Regions from separate parts of the Mus musculus genome. Here region 2 is linked to region 1. The links are chromatin contacts, called in public HiChIP or PLAC-seq maps. All regions are on one chromosome and are shown on one strand. Each heading gives the region's core, a stretch centred on a gene start, on an enhancer-like site or on the middle of the called end of the contact. The rest is flanking DNA. Distances are from core to core; before and after follow the strand shown.

What was found. HiChIP or PLAC-seq counts read pairs in DNA pulled down with a chosen protein or histone mark.
Region 2: a contact with region 1 is called in an HNF4G HiChIP or PLAC-seq map of pancreatic cancer cells. The contact joins the promoter of Nfix here to the enhancer-like site in region 1. A contact is called at or near these places in 1 of 39 promoter capture datasets (frontonasal cranial neural crest), 1 of 15 datasets of contacts at CTCF or cohesin (large pre-B cells), 4 of 484 Hi-C or Micro-C datasets (embryonic fibroblasts, embryonic stem cells, myocytes and 1 more) and 1 of 115 datasets of contacts at active chromatin or transcription factors (pancreatic cancer cells).

Annotation. Positions count from the first base shown.
Region 1 is chr8:84,386,751-84,391,089 of GRCm38.p6, forward strand. It overlaps a transcript of Cacna1a not described here. Among named protein-coding and RNA genes, the nearest start is that of Gm23626, 8.3 kb to the left of the region's middle. Within about 2 kb of position 1,756, at least 16 of the 459 cell types and tissues checked have an H3K27ac peak or open chromatin away from gene starts, as enhancers often do. A contact at or near this core is called in pancreatic cancer cells, where this site is marked.
Region 2 is chr8:84,798,571-84,802,319 of GRCm38.p6, forward strand. It overlaps Nfix (nuclear factor I/X), which reads right to left and starts at 1,798. Exons shown (of 11, transcript NM_001371053.1): 1 at 1,428-1,798. The coding sequence starts at 1,454.

The DNA of each region.
Region 1 (4,339 bases), core at 506-3,005:
ATTAATGGATTTATTCATATCCTCTCTAAGATCCTTGAACATATTCATAACAGCTCTTGGGAAGTCCTTGTCTTCTGCTTCAGCTATATTGCACTTCCCAGGGCCTGCTGTAGTAGGGTTGCTGGGTTCTGGTGGGAGCACATTGTCTCAGCTGTTAGTGGTTGTGGTTCTGCACTGGTGTCTAGGTGTCTGGGGCCTGGATGATCGAGGTGATTCTAGGTGTTGTCTTAGCTGGCATGGTTCTGTTCCTTGGGTTCCTTTGCCTTCCCTGATCTTAGGAAAGCGTTGTGACTGTGAGTTGCCTGGTAGAGCGTGCTTCTGCAGGTCAGTGGGTGGCAGAGAGGGATAGAGGTGGGCTAGGAGAAAGGCTGAAAAGGGTGTCAGGAAAGAGCTAAGGGCATCCTGTCCACACAAAGAGATGAGCCAGGGAGTTGGAGGTGTGGTAGGAGGAGGGGATCTAGCAAATCAATTGTTGTAAGGCAAAGAATATACTGGAAAGATAGAGATGACAGGGCCAGGGGGATGCTGGCACTAGGCCAAGTATTGGAGTCTCCAGTGAGTGGAGTTGGGGTGGGGTTGTTTCCGGGCTGAGGGTGAGAATGGACAGATCATAATGGAGATCAGAGAGGATAGTGTGGCTCCTCCACCTGAGTTCTCCAGGTGTGGCCCTGGGGTTCCAAGCGGATCCTCCACCTGAGTTCTCCAGTTATGGCCCTGGGGTTCCAAGCAGAAAGTATTCCTAGGTATTGGGGCTGACACAAAGGAATGGGGTTAGGCTGAAACCAGGGGCGGGGCTGAGAGGGTCCACAGAGAGGAGGGTTAGGAGGTGTGCCTGGGAAATGGAGGGGGTGGGAAGGCCCCTGTGAGTGCTCTGCTACAGGATATGGGGATGGGATTGGAGGGATCGTCATGAAGGGCAGGAAGGAGCTGATTTGTTCTTTCCAACATATCCTTGGGTCCTTTACTTAGTACAAATGACTATTTTTTTTTCCTTTGCCAGCTGAATGCGAGAGAGACATCGAGCAGTTGTATACTAGTTACCAGGCTATTCTTGTTATTATTCAGAATAAGAGCGAGCAGAGACCCTGAATGTAGTCCACCTCTCTGGCACTTCTGGCTTTCTCTGTCTCTTTTTCATCTCCTACACCCCCTACTCCTCCATACCTCCTCCTCTGATGTGGGTTTAGGGCATCATTGTATGTTTGTCTGTGTTTTTGTAGTGCTAGGGGGCAGGGGTTGAACTCAGAACCTTGCACAAAAAAGGTAGTTTTTTCCTGCCCAGCCAACACCCCTAACCTCTCACTGGAGGACTCTAACACTATCCCACACCCCAGCCTTTCGCTGGGGGATTCTAAGCAGGTACTGTACCATGAAGCTCCACCCCTTTGGAACTGGGCTTTTTATGTAGTCTGGTCTAGCCTCTGCCCTCAGCTATCCTAATGCTGGTGGCTATCACAATACCCAGAGGCTATCTCATACCATTTCTGAATTCCTACTATATTCATGAGCTGTTCTAGACACTAGTGATACAGTCTAGAATGAGGTCACCAAGAGCTACAATTAAATTAGAAAAATAAGCAATACATAATTAGTTAACATGGCAATAGTGACGGAAGAATGTGGGGTGGAGTCTAGAAGAGGCCCCTGTGGTAAGGAAACATTCCAGTAGGAAGCTGAAGGAAGTGAGGCAAGGAGACATTGGAAATCTGTGGAAAGAATCCCACAGGGCAAGAGGACAGCAAACATAGAGGCCCGGGGCAGGACTTTGCTTGGTGAGTACAAAGAGAAGCTTTAGCAAATGATTCGAGGCCTTCTGAACTGCAGAAGAACATTGGCCTTTTTCATGCAGCTCTGAGGGTCCTGAGCTGGGGAGGGATGTCAGGGATGCACAAAGTCCCACCTGGGCATGAGAGAAGAGTGGAGACAAGAAGTGAGGAGAAGGGGAAGAGGCAGCTGTGGGGACAGAGGATGGACACAGGCCAGGGGGTCCTGTGGGAATCAGTTCTGGATCTATTCTGAAGACATAGCAGATGCACGTGGCTCATGGTTTGGGTATGGATGTGTGAAGGAGAAAATCCAAACATTCGCCTGAGGAATCTAGTGAGCAGCTAGGGACAGCGCCAGCATCCACTCAGAGGAAAAGGACAGGGCGGGGGAGTGCTGGGTAGGCCGGGAGTCACTCAACACTCAACACGTCCCCCCTGAATTAGAGAATCGCCCCACAGCAACATTCATGAAGAATGGAATGCAAACATCTATTAATAATTATTTGCAAATGCTACATATTAGCCAGTTTAGATAAACTCTGCTCTCTGGGAAGTTTGCCAGGAATAAAACCTCCGACGAACTTTCTGTAGCTATCAAAGCCAGCAAAATGGCATCAGAGAGTCCATTGGTAGACAGGAAAGCTGACTTCCTGTAGGAATCTTTGTCTCTAATTCTGATTCTTCCAGCTGATTCTCCATAAGACCCAGGATCTCCTGGTTGGAATGATAAATATGATAGAGATGAAGGAGGATGGGTGGGAGATAATCAAGATCTGCAGGGTGAGACGCATGTCAGCGAGAACACACTAGGCTGGAACACAGCAACAGTCTGCCTGGAATCCCTTAGTAGTGTTGGAGGTGTGGCTCAGTGGTAGAGCCGCTGCTGAGTATGGGCTAGTATGAGCCCTAGTATGGGCTGGGGGTGTGATTTGGCAGCAGAACACTTCCTGGCATTTTCCAGTCTCTGGGTTCCACTCTCTGCATCACATTCATAAATTTAATATATTATATGAATATATATTTAATGGATGTGATATTTTATTAATATCAAATTTATTAATATCAATTAATTTTATTAATATTGTATATTAATAGAGAAGGTCAGATGTTTTGACTGGCGAGCTACATTTGTACAGATTTAGGTAGGTATTTGGAACTAAGAAGCAAAGGGTTGGACACATCCTGACCCAGGAATTCTGGAAGTGAAACTATACTGGGAACATAATGATACATTGTAGCTGATTGTGGTATCACTTTAAAAAAGGATCTGGGGAGGGGCTGGAAAGACAGCTCAGCAGTTAAGAGCTCTGGTTGCTCTTCAGAGGACCCTGGTTTGGTTCCCAGCATATACCTGGCAGTTCACAACAGTCTGTAACTCCATTTCCAGGGGAATCCAACACCCTTTTCTGGCCTCCATGGGAAACTGCATACACATAGAGTGTGTATGTATGTGTTTATACATATACCATGTATATAATATATGTATGTGTATATATATCTATATATATATCTATATATATCCATCTATCTATATATATATATCTATATATATCTATATATATATATATATATATTTTTTTTTTTTAAACGAAAGGCACTTGTGGGAAACACTGAAGTTTCGCCCAGGGGGAGTGGGTAAACAAAGGATATGAATGGACCTTCAGAAGCTGAGGGCTGAGACAGGGCAGACTGCCTAGTTCACAAAGGCACTAACCACTGTACTTGACTGCCTGAGTTTAATCCTTATGACCCACAAGGTGATAGGAGAGAACAGTTTCCTCCAAGTTGTCCTCTGACTTCTCCCTGTGTGTTGTGGCATGTGCACGCACCCCTTAAATACATACATACATGCATACATACATACATACATATTTTTGGAAGTTGAGATTAGGATATTATGGAAGGAATTGTGCATGTGAGCTCTTCATTCTTGAGTGGTCCGGGCAAGAAGAAACTGCCTGGTTCTGGAATTACAGATGTGCCTCCATTTATGCTCAATCCTAATTTACAGACCTAGAAACATCTTTTCTAACTTTCCTTAGAAGGCCTTTGAGGTCTTTTGATAACCAAGTGTCTTAGTTAGGGTTTCATTGCTGTGAAGAGACACCATGACCAAGGCAACTCTTTTTTTTTTTTTCTTTTTTGGTTTTTCGAGACAGGGTTTCTCTGTGTAGCCCTGGCTGTCCTGGAACTCACTTTGTAGATCAGGCTGGCCTCAAACTAAGAAATCCTCCTGCCTCTGCCTCCCGAGTGCTGGGATTAAAGGCGTGCACCTCCACATGCGGCTCCAAGGCAACTCTTACAAAGACATCATTTAGTTGGGGCTGACTTACAGGTTGAGAGGTTCAGTCCATTATCATCAAGGCATGGCAGCATCCAGGCAGGTGTGGCATAGGAGGAGCTGAGAGTTCTACATCTTGGTCTAAGGGCCACTGGGAGAAGACTGACTTCCAGGTAGCTAGGAGTAGTTCTCTCAAAGCCCAGCCCACAGTGACACACTTCCTCCAGCAAGGCGACACCAATTCTAAAATGGTCACACTTCCTAAATGTGTCACTTCCTGTGGCCAAGCATA
Region 2 (3,749 bases), core at 548-3,047, 410 kb after region 1:
TTGGCTCTTAACGCTTGCAGGACAGGCGAGCATGGGCTCCTCCGCTGACACACACTTGCACGTGATTTGTACTGGAAGACACACCATCTCCCCTGGTCATCTGTGTTTGTGCCACGCAGTCTGGCCACTGCCAGCCTACAGAAGTCACACACAGACTCTAGACACACAGACAAGTAGCCCCTGGGACTACAAGAACGTGGTGTCGCTGGAACTGCAACCCGCCTGCATATACCTTCTTGCCCTTCAAAACATCCTGGCATGCTCCTTGAATACCTGGCCATATATACACACCATGAGTATATGTTCCCACTCTAAGGTGGTGGCACTTTTAGCACTTGTCGGAAAGGGCTCTGGTTTAGCAAAGGATTGCCATTAGGGACTTGGGGTTGGCCTAGAGAGCTCCCACAGACAGGCCTGGCCAGCAGGCAAGGCTAGACAACCTCCACAAATTCCCTCTGCCTGCCGAAATCTGTCATCTGCCCTGGCCTGGTCCTGCAGATAGAGCTGTGAGGGCCCCTCTAGATCTGGGTTGGTCTGGCTGGTGCCCTCTCAGAGCTTGGAGTCACGGCTAAAAAGAGTGGGGTGGCAGATCAGGCACGCTCCAGGCCTGAGCCTCCGCTACACCATAGCGCAGGGAACTTCGCTGGAGGCGGGACGCGTTCTCGCGCTCGCGCTCCCGAAGCACGCCAAGGTCGGCGCTGCTGTGCCCGAGGCTGACCCGACGGCTGATCCCAACAGGGTCGACCTGCGGTGGCCGCCGCCGCTCCCGCCCTTCCCGCCTGCGGGTAGCGGACCGGGATTCCCCGGGGCACTTCCAGGTTCACGCAGCGGCGGTCCTGGTCTTCGAGACCGGAAAGTTTGCACGGAGGAAAGTTTGGGGCCGGGGAGCCGCGTCTGCAAACGTCCAGGATCCGCAGAGAGGCGCGGCCCGGGCTGGCAGCACGCCCGTCCCTCCCTCCCCTCCCCTGCCCCTCCGAAATTTGGGAGCCCCGCCATTTTCTCAGCCCCGCTCCCATGCGAGGCCTGAACAAAGACTTTGGGGAGACGCCCGGGCCGCTCGGGCCGCCCGGGGCACCCCAGCCGCACGCAGAGCCGCTGCCCACACGCCCGCCACTGCCACCCCGGGGCGGCCGCGCCGCGCCGCGCGCACGGAACGCCGCCCGCCCGTGCTCCCCCGCGCCCCGGGGCCACTCTGCCTCCTGCCGCCGTGTCACCCTGCCCGCCCGCGCCTGCCACCACGCCGCGTCGCCGCGCAGCAGCAGGGGTCCGCTGTCCGCCGCACCCCGCCGCGCGCGTTCGCCCCTCGCCCCCTCTCCACGCACTCCTGCCGCGCGCCCCGGGGCAGCGCCCCCGCGCCCCGCCCGCTGCCCGCGCGCCTGCGGGACCCCGGCCCGGCCCTCCCGGGGCGCGGGGGCGGCGGCCGGTACCTGGGTGAGGCAGTACGGGGAGTACATCGCTGGGCGCCCGGGCGCGAGCGCGGAGGCCGGCCGCGGCGAGGGCAGGCCCGGCAGGCGGCGTCGCGCTGGCTGGCGCTCGGGCTCCGGCTCCGCTGCTCCGGCCTCTGCCGCGCGGCGCCCGCCCGGCCCGCGGCCCCGCTCGGCCCGCCGCCGCTCCGCGCTCACAGGCTCGGCCCCGCGGGCTCCGGGCCGCCGCCGCGCTCGCCGCTGCCTCTCGCGTCCGCCGCCGCCGCCGCCGCCGCCGCGCGTCTACTCCATGCCGCCGCCGCTCGGCCGCTCGCCCTCGCCCGCCACCGCCGCCGCCGCCGCCGCCGCCGCGCTGTGAAAGTGAAAGTTTAGACAAAGTTTGGAAGCGGCGCACTCCGGGGAGAGGGAGCGGGCGGGCGGCGCGGGCGGGAGGAGGGGCGCGGGGAGGGGCGGGCGGGGCGGGTGAGCGCGGCCGGCGCGCACACACATGCACACACGCACACACGCACACACACATACACGCGGGGACGCACACCGACGCGGCCGCCCCGACACGTGCTGGCCGGCGTTCGGGCGCCGACACACGCTGACACGCAGCAGGGCTTGGACGGGCACAAATGTCACGAAGGAACGCAGGGCCTATTCCTCATGGAGTCGCAGCAGACGGCGGTGCACACCGGGCACAGACACGAGCAAGAGCCACACACCACCTACTGTCACATGTCGTCCCAATGCAGACAGATGCGGAGAGCCACACTAACATACATGCACGTGCCACACATGTTCCTGCAGAATATTGACACACACGATCACACAACCATATATACCTTGTCACACTCTGGATACACAATGACACACCAACACACAGCCACGCCAAAATATCTTGGAAGACAGCTATGGCAACCCAGACATGGTGACACTGACACATGGGAGCCCCCATACAAAGGACACAAAGTATCACTGTACATACACACACACACACACACACACACACACACACGTTATACATTGAGTTGGCCAGATATACCCCAGACCTAGGGCACACTGATCTACAATCCTGATAGCAAAACAGCTGGCAGGTTCTGTAAAAACTCTCTCAAGTATAACACGCATGCATGCGCGCGCACACACACACACACACCACCCTTACCCTTCATATGTCTCCCATAGCTTTGCACATGTCCTGGGACTTAGGAACATTATTTGTATTGTGGTGATGCTCCAGCCCATTGCAGGCCCAGGATTCCCCATTTCCACTGCAGATGGGAATGAGGTGGGGTGGGTTGGCATATGGCATCTGTCTGCAATCCCTGCACTCAGAAGCTCCAAGAGAAAAATTATAACTGAGCTGTAGACCAGCCTGAGCTACATAGTTTGAGGCTGGCTTGACCTGTGTACTGAGACCCTGTTTCAAAACACACACACACACACACACACACACACACACTCTCTCTCTCTCTCTCTCTCTCACTCTCTCTCTCTCTCTCTCTCTCTCTCTCTCTCTCTCTCTCTCTCTCTCTCTCTCTCTCTCGCAACAGAGAGAGAAAGGAAAAGTCTTCACAGAGAGGGAGGGAAGAAAGAAGCTGGGAAGGGGGTACTGGAAACTCTGAAGTAGGACATAGAGAACTGTTGGGTGACTCTAGGTTGATGGGAAGACTGTGCCCCAGTCCCCAGGCAGATCCCACCAAGGTAGAGCTCCCTCCTATTGCTAGGTGCAGCCAGCACCTTGTCAGTCCCCACCCCCACCCCCCAGCCAAGAAGCTGTGGCAATTCTCAGCAATGCATTGTCTGGCAGGGTGGTATAGGAGCCCAGGTGTGCGTGAGTGAGTATGTAGGGGCTAGGAGGTACAAGGATGTGTATGCATAAATGTCCCTGAATGCTATGCCCCTCGTCCCAAACCTCTGAGATGGGGGGCAGGCGATGCGCCTGGGGTGTCTGGTGTGGGTATGAGCAAGGCCAGTTTTGTGTGTGTGTGTGTGTGTGTGTGTGTGTGTGTGTGTGTGTGTGTGTGTGTGTGTTCAGTATATTCTGAGTAGTGGCGTGGGTGTGGCTGTACTCATGGAGGTATCTATGAGTCAGCAAAGGTGCTTCCACCTCCCTCTGCAAAGCACGGGGAACATAGCTATCAGGACAGGGAATACTGGTCACTGATGGAAATGTGAGTGTGAATGACAGGAGATGAGGCCATAGGACACTGAGTGCATCAGCACTGACCCAACACGGTCAGTGCAGCCACATTGGAGATCTGTAACATGTTTTCCCCATATGTGTGTGTGTGTGTGTGTGAGAGAGAGAGAGAGAGAGAGAGAGAGAGAGAGAGAGAG